Regions from separate parts of the Mus musculus genome. Here region 2 is linked to region 1. Evidence: chromatin contacts called from public promoter capture Hi-C data. All regions are on one chromosome and are shown on one strand. The core of a region is the stretch at or near the end of the contact, and the rest is flanking DNA. Distances in the headings are between cores, read along the strand shown.

Region 1 (3,972 bases), core at 403-2,902:
ACCTAGAAAAGAATATAATGAAATCATGTGCCCACTCATCCATCCGTCCATCCATTCATCCACCCACCCACCCATCCATCCATCCATCCATCCATCCATCCACCTATCTATCCATCCATCCATCCATCCATCCATCCATCCATGCATACATCCACCAATCCATCCATCCATCCATCCATCCATCCATCCATCCATCCATCCACCAATCCATCCATCCATCCATCCACCAATCCATCCATCCATCCATCCATCCATCCATCCATCCATCCATCTATGCATCCACCCACCTATCCATCCATCCATCCATCCATCCATCCATCCATCCATCCATCCATTGATCCATCCATCCATCCATCCATCCATCCATCCATCCATCCATCTATGCATCCATCCATTTACCAATCCATCCATCCTTCCATCCATCCATCCACCCATCCATTCTTTCATTCAACAAGTATTTGTTCTGCACATAAACAGTACTAGGTAAAATTATAATAATGTATAGGCATAGCCTTCATGTGGTGAGAAAAATAAGCAGATAATAAGGAGAATGACCAGAAATTATAGAAGGGCCGATGAAGGGAAGGTATAAGGTGATTGGTGGTTATGGATTCAGAATGAAGAACAAACATTTGGGGTGCGTTTGAAAAGTTTGAAAGAACTGCAAACAGTTGGATTTAAACCCGCAAGTGGGGGAAGAGGTCTAGGAGGGCAATACACATTCATTATTCAGAACCATAAAACCAAAAAGAAAAGAGAAAAGGAGCACAGAGGAAAAAAATACAAAAACAAAACAAAAAACCTGTACACACATCGAGAGACTCAAACACGTACTTGTGAATAAGCAGTTGGTGGGATGTTGCACGTGCCCATGTGTTGTTAGGACCCGAACCTAGGGCAAGTACTCTAGTGCTGAGCTAAATTCCAAGCCCTTATTTTGTTTCTTTTGGTTTTTTTTTTGTTTTTTTTTTTTTCGAGACAGGGTTTCTCTGTGTAGCCCTGGCTGTCCTGGAACTCACTCTGTAGACCAGGCTGGCCTCAAACTCAGAAATCCGCCTGCCTCTGCCTCCCAAGTGCTGGGATTAAAGGTGTGCGCCACCACGCCCGACTATTTTGTTTCTTAATGTATGTACTCTTAACATGTATGTATTATGTGTGTATGCATGTGTGTGTATGTGGTATATGTCTTGTATACAAATGATAAAGCTAATACTATAAACAAACAAACAAAAGTAAATGGGCTGGTGAGATTCCTGCTCAGGTTGTAAAGATACCTGCTACCAAGTTTCACCTGAGTTCCATCTCTGGGTCGAAAGAGAGCGGCGACTCTCCCAGGCTATCCTCTGACCTCCACATACAAGTTCATGCGCATGCACACACAAACAAAATTACTTTAAAAAAATTCTTTAAAAAGTTCATTCCCACATCTGTAATCAGAGGTCAGAAAGCGGATTGCAGCGGGTTTGAGGTCAAGACTGCAGAGACTGTCTCTAAGAGGGAAGCGGGGCGGGGCATATAGCTCATTCCATACAGTGCTTGCCTTGCTTGCACAAAGATTTTAGTAGTTTTAAAACGCTTCCGCGGCGCCTTGCCTCCACCCAGACTACATTTCCCAGAATGCTGCACAAAAACCTCTCGAGCCGGAAGTTGCTCTATCGATTCCGGCGCAAAGAGCGTCTGGTAATCATGGCTGCAGTCAGAACACCGTTGTCGCTGTGGAGGTTCCAATTGGGCTCTCGGCGAGCACGGCGGGTCTGTACTCGGGCCACAGCCCAGCGCCACCCCGATGCTCTGCTCGCGACGCGGCCCCAGCCATTCGAGGTGGGGCAGCCTCGCCGCCTGCTCAGCTCCGAGGCAGGTGAGTGACCGCCAGAACTCTGCTGAGCGCCCGGGAAACTTAGAGCTTGCTCTAACGAGTGAAGGCGGCTTGTCAGACTGCGTGCGGCTTCCGTCCGTCCTTGCAGAACTTATCTAAGTCCTCATTCATTCATTCATTCAGTCACTAGTGCTTGCGTGCCGCCCCTTGCAAAGCATTACACTACATTAGCTTGGGGCATGCTGTAGGGTTGACCTGGACTCTGTTATCCCAGTGGCGATTGGCAGAGTTCTGTGATCCAGGCTACGTCGGGCATGGGGGGAGGGGGGGGCGGAAAGCACTTAGCTGCCTTTCAAACTATGTTGGACGCATAGGGATGAATCCCAGGGAAAATACGGGCAACGCTGCCACCAGGCTAACCATGCTAAGGTTAAAAGAACAAGAGGACACCATAATAAGCAGAGGTATAGAGAAGAAACTGAACGCTGGTATTTTGGGGGAACGTATTTTGGAGTTAGGATTGATAATGTCTAAGTAAGTGTCCAGGTTTTGATGGTAAGCAGTTGAATGGAGACTCGTGGCAAGCTAGAGAACATTAATGGTAGAAACAGTTTATGTGGTTGATTTTTGAGTTTGGATTGATGACTCGGTAAAATGAAAATTAAAAAACGGGAAAGGAGGCGGAATTTTGCTTGTTTTGTGTTGAAGTTGAGATGTCTTTGTTATTCCAGGGTCAGTATACAGTTAGATACAAATTGAGGCGCACTGGAGTAAAAAAACGATCACTAGAGTCGAGCAGGTGCGTGAGCTTGTCTCAAGACAGTGTAGTGCTGAGCATGTATATAGTTACTGGAGCTTGTGGGTGACCATGAGAATAAACACAGGAGTTTGGTCTTCAAAGAAACGTTCTCGTTAGTTTTGTGTCAACTTGACACAAGCCAGAGTTATCTGAATGGAAAGAAATGCCTCCATAAGATCCAGCTGTAGGACATTTTCTTACTTAGTGTTTGAGGTGGGAGGGCCCAGTCCATTGTGGGTAGTGCAATGCCTGGGCTGGTGGTGGTCCTGGATTCTATAAGAAAGCAGGGGGAGCAAACCAGTAAGCAGCACCCCTCCATGGCCTCTGCATCAGCTTCTGCCTCTGGGCAACTTGTGTTTGTGTCCCGACTTCCTTCAACGATAGACGACTACACTGTGGAAGTGTAAGCCAAACCCTTTCCTCCCCAGCTTGCTCATGGCCATGGTGACTCATTGCAGTAATAGAAACCCTAACTGGGACAGAGACTAAATCTCTCAGTGGCGGACACAGTCAAACCATGCGAGTTTTAAATGTGAAAGCTTTAAATCATCTTGCTTGCGTTTTTTAGCAGATCACTCTCAAGGAATCTTTGTGGGAATGGTTTGTAGTGAGTTCAGGAAAGAGTCAGAGAAGCCAAGGTAAGGAGCAAGCATGGCTTTGACTAAAGTAATGGCAGTGGGAGCTAGATCTAAAAAGAGACGATTACCTAGTATTCGTTTTTTGTAAAAGTGGGCTAACTGCTTTATAGGGTTGCTGTGAGAGCTGAATATTCTGAGCATGGTGTGTATTTAGCTCAGCAAGCACTGCACAGTAAATCTCCTATGTGTTAATAATGGTCAGTCCTATCATTTTACCTGCTTTTTTTTTTTTTTTTTTTTTTTTTGGCTCAGTGTGTTGGGTATGGAAGGAGTCAGGAATCATTTTAAGACTCTGGACTGAATGACTGATAGACTGCGCTGTGATAGAGAGTAGTAAGGGCCGCAGGGATGAGACAAGCAAAGGTTGCAGGGATGTTATGGTCTGGTAGTCTTGGCTTACAGGTGAGATGTCCATTGGGAAGTGGGTGGAGATGACCTTGGGTAGAGATTGGGATTTTAGAGTCTGGCAGGTGGATGTAATTAAAGCCATAGAAAGCTAGAAAAGTACCCAGTGGGACTATGAATAAGGAGAGAAGGAGCTTGGCCAGGATCTTGCAAGGCTCTAGTATCTTTGGGACCGATGGCTAAGAGGAACCCAGGAACACATGGCCTTTTACCTTTCCAATGGAAAGTGTTAATGAGTTATCTTTAATATAAATATTAGCAATAAATTAATCCAGTGATTGTATTTCTTTACCTTAATGCTAGTCCCCAGTAAC
Region 2 (3,633 bases), core at 452-2,951, 240 kb before region 1:
ATGAAAAGGTCCTTAGTTGTTGTAAGAGCTGTCACCACCAAGCCACCACATGGACTGATGAAAAAGACATCATGGAGCACCATGTAGGAAGCAAAAAATTCTAAAAATGTAACAATGGATTCCTTAAGGCAACTCTCCAATTGTTTCTCCTTTCAACCATCTCTCCTCAAGTATCTCACAGAGAGACTTTTTTTTAAAAAGTATTTTAGCCCCACCCCTGGTCTTATTTCTTCTCTTATAATGTAGCTATGTGTATAACAACGATTCAGTGCTCAGCATAGCTCTTACATGAAGATACTCTAATAATCAAGTTTTTAAAATGTAATTTAATTCAATTATTAAAGCCAACATTTTAAAAAAGATTTATTAATTATATGTAAGTACACTGTAGCTGTCTTAAGACACTCCAGAAGAGGGCGCCAGATCTCGTTACGGATGGTTGTGAGCCACCACGTGGTTGCTGGGATTTGAACTCAGGACCTTCAGAAGAGCAGTCAGTGCTTTTACCCACTGAGCTATCTCGCCAGCCCCTAAAGCCAACATTTTGATGAAGTCGTTGTACTTAACCAAAACCAAAACAGACAGCAACATTATTTTACGATCAGAAACTTTATAAAGTAAAACCTCAGCAGGACAAAGACTATGAAAAAGCTTTTTACAGAAAAGACAATACTTTATGATAAAATTCAAGTAAGTGCCTTATTACATAACATATAAGAATGTACCCGTACTTAATTGGACTTAAATATCCAATAGAAAACGTTAAGGATCTTTCTTCAAGCCAATCACAGAGCCAATATTCTACATTCTGCCCACTTCAAAACCAAGAATGTTATCCTAACCTTGTAGGCTCTGTAAAGGCACACAATGGCATTGGGAAGGGGTTCTCTTGCAGGGAGGCATCGAGGATTTGTGCAGGGCAGTTCAGTCATAGACCAGTCGCTTCCGGGCCTTGCAAGGAGCCCGGGGAGAGCATGGAGGGCGTGGCGGAAGCTGCTCTTGGGGACTCTGGGAAGGAGATGGAGGCAGAGGCTGCAGTGGTGAGCCAGGGAGGGGTCCCAGCAGGTAGCTGTCCAGTTCCCAGATAAACCTAGGAGAATATCGCTCTGCTCCAGTGGAAGGCCCTGGGACTTGTTCCTGCAACAAAGGACTGGGCACCCCTGGGATGGAGGAAAAGTTCCCATTGGCCTGATCATCTGGAGGCCTAGCCCAGGGTTCCAGCAATTCCAAGTCTGCATCCTCATCACAGACATCTTCTTGGTAGAAGTACTCACAGAAGGTTTCCTCCTGGAGACCGACTAGATGATCCTGGGGCCCGTCCTGGGCAGCGGCTCCCTGTGGGCTGATGGCCACGAATCCAGGCTGTCCTGGCTGGGGTTGTGTCATGAGTCCTTCGGGGACCAGGAGGATGGTGTGTTCTTGGAGCGACACTTGCAGGACCGAGGTGGGCTCAGGCTCCAACAGCAGGTCGATGCCATCCAGGGGCAACTGCAGGGCAGAGCCGGCGGCCAGGAACACCACGGAGGTGAGCGCGCTGCTAGCGGGCTCGGCGGGCGCTTCCAGCTCTGGCTGAGCCAGGGGCTCTGGGCACGCGGGCTCCTGGTGGAGGCGGCGGCGCTTGGCAGGGCTGGGTGCTGGTGTCTGCGGTGACCAGCAGGGCGCGGGGTTGGCGCTGGGGCTGCGGGGCCTGGTGCGCAGCATGATGGACGGCTCTGTGGGGCTGGAGAGGCGCGGGTGCAGGGTGCAGCGCGGGCAGGTGCGACGGCGCGGGCGGAGCGGCTTCAGGCGCTGATGGAGCGGCTTCAGTCTCGTGCTCTACAGCTCTGGGCTTTCCTCACGCCGGATACATTTATATTTCAGGAGATGCGCGGGAAATCACGTCGAAGGATAGGGAAATGTCATAGTAAGCTCCGCCCCTTCTAGGCTCCGCCCAGGAGCGTCATGCTGACCAATGGCTGTGGCTGTAGTTTGTAGGTCAGTGCGTGGCAATGGGTTGGTCGCACTGCATGGGCAGCCATTTAGTTTGTAGGCCTTCGGTTCGCTTTGGATTGTGGGCCTTGTATGCTTTCATCACACTATATCTGTAAGGGATCACTGCTCAAGTCTCGCGAGTGGAATGCCATATCAGGACATGAGACGTAATTCTGGTTTGACCTATAGTGCCGGAAGTTTTGCATGTAATCCTAAATCTCTTTCCGATTTTTAAATGACCACTCAGTCATCCTCCAGCAATGGTGAAACAGAATGTAGAGTTAACGTGTTTTGTGATTATCATTATTATTATTGTTATGTGAGCCAGTCTTTTAAGCATTATACTGTGAGCTGAAGTACGAGTTATTGAATTGGATGTTAATCACAACTCGGAGGTATATCGTCTTATCTATTTTTAGTCCAGTATGCAGTTGAAAAGTCATGTCAAAGAGTTACCGAATTTCTAGGATCCGGTCTCTAGCTAAACTAGGTATAGCAATTCAACTTTGCTGAAGCTTATAGTGCCCAGCACATTGATCTAAGCTGCAGCTTCAAGTCCTATTTGGCATATCAAGGTGGAGTAATGTTAACTCCGTACAAGAGCCCATCACGGATTTTTAGAACAGGTTTAAAAGCCAAATGATGACAACAAAATATTCCCTCCTATGCCTGTTGTTTAACCACGTGATTCTTCATCCTGGAGGTAATTATGATAGTAGAGTATCTTGTTTATTTAAAAGAAAATTGTGCACATATTATTTAAACTCCCCTACATTTTTAAGGGCCATATAAAATTCCACCCTATTTGAATCCTGTTTTTTTTTTTTTTTTTCTTTTAAGGTGGAGTCTGCCTACGCAGTCCAGACTGGAGAGAAAGAAAGCTCGATGATAAACTTTGTGACTCCAATCTTCATTCATGTAAGCCAGGCCCTTTGAGATGGTCATTAAAGTCTGTGGACTGCCCATGATCACACTGGAACCCTCTTGTGTAGGCTCTGCGATATTAGCGCTATGAAGGGAATTAAAACTCCGGTAACCTTTGTTCTGATACATTTGGGGTATGCTGGCCTTCAGTCTTGATATTACGCATCTGCTGAATTTCTGGTTAGGTGGAACATTTTCCCAAGAACAGGGGCTAGGGACAATTCTGTTTAGGCTCCTGGAGTGTTTCAAAGGTCCTGGTCAGAACCTGAAATTCCAGAGGCTCCATCCCTTGGGCAAAAAGGAGTGTTGCTCCCTGCTCTCTGGCTCCCAGGTAACCCAGGCAACCTCAGAGCTCCAGGCTGAGGTAGGGTGGGAAGAAGCTTGCTTTTGGGATCTGGAGAGGTCTGTCTGTGACCCTTGATCACGTGGAAGAATCGAAGAACCGGAAGGTTCCTGAATAGGGTACTACTGAGGATGGAGGCAAGAGAATCGTGGTGTAAGGAAGATGGATCATCACAGAGCAGGGCAGCACACAGGGAGGGTCTCAGAGCCGAGTGGGTGGCCCCCATAGCTGTTGTTTGCTTGGTCTTAGGAGCTTATCTGGCACAAAATCTGATCTGAAGACTGGGACAGAAGCAAATTATCAGGGATCTTGGTTTCCAATCTTCTCCCATATTCTAACTGGGCAATCCGGGGCAAGTCATTTCACTCTCTCTAGGCCTCTGTTTCTTCACATGT

The links. Promoter capture Hi-C pulls out the DNA fragments that hold promoters and counts their contacts.
Region 2: a promoter capture Hi-C map of stem cell-derived epiblast-like cells shows a contact between it and region 1, with 2.7 times the contacts expected there. The contact joins the promoter of Prr23a1 here to the promoter of Mrps22 in region 1. A contact is called at or near these places in 12 of 39 promoter capture datasets (the 3T3-L1 cell line, the C10 cell line, the HPC-7 cell line and 6 more), 2 of 15 datasets of contacts at CTCF or cohesin (both in embryonic stem cells), 20 of 484 Hi-C or Micro-C datasets (Sertoli cells, embryonic stem cells, morula and 1 more), 6 of 115 datasets of contacts at active chromatin or transcription factors (embryonic hindbrain, embryonic stem cells and stem cell-derived neural progenitor cells) and 2 of 9 other capture datasets (adipose tissue and pancreatic islet).

What each region holds. Positions count from the first base shown.
Region 1 is chr9:98,599,359-98,603,330 of GRCm38.p6, reverse strand. Mrps22 (mitochondrial ribosomal protein S22) reads left to right here and starts at 1,652. Exons shown (of 8, transcript NM_025485.3): 1 at 1,652-1,858. The coding sequence starts at 1,687.
Region 2 is chr9:98,840,655-98,844,287 of GRCm38.p6, reverse strand. Prr23a1 (proline rich 23A, member 1) reads right to left here and starts at 1,701. Exons shown (of 1, transcript NM_001134660.1): 1 at 643-1,701. The coding sequence starts at 1,701. The coding sequence ends at 925.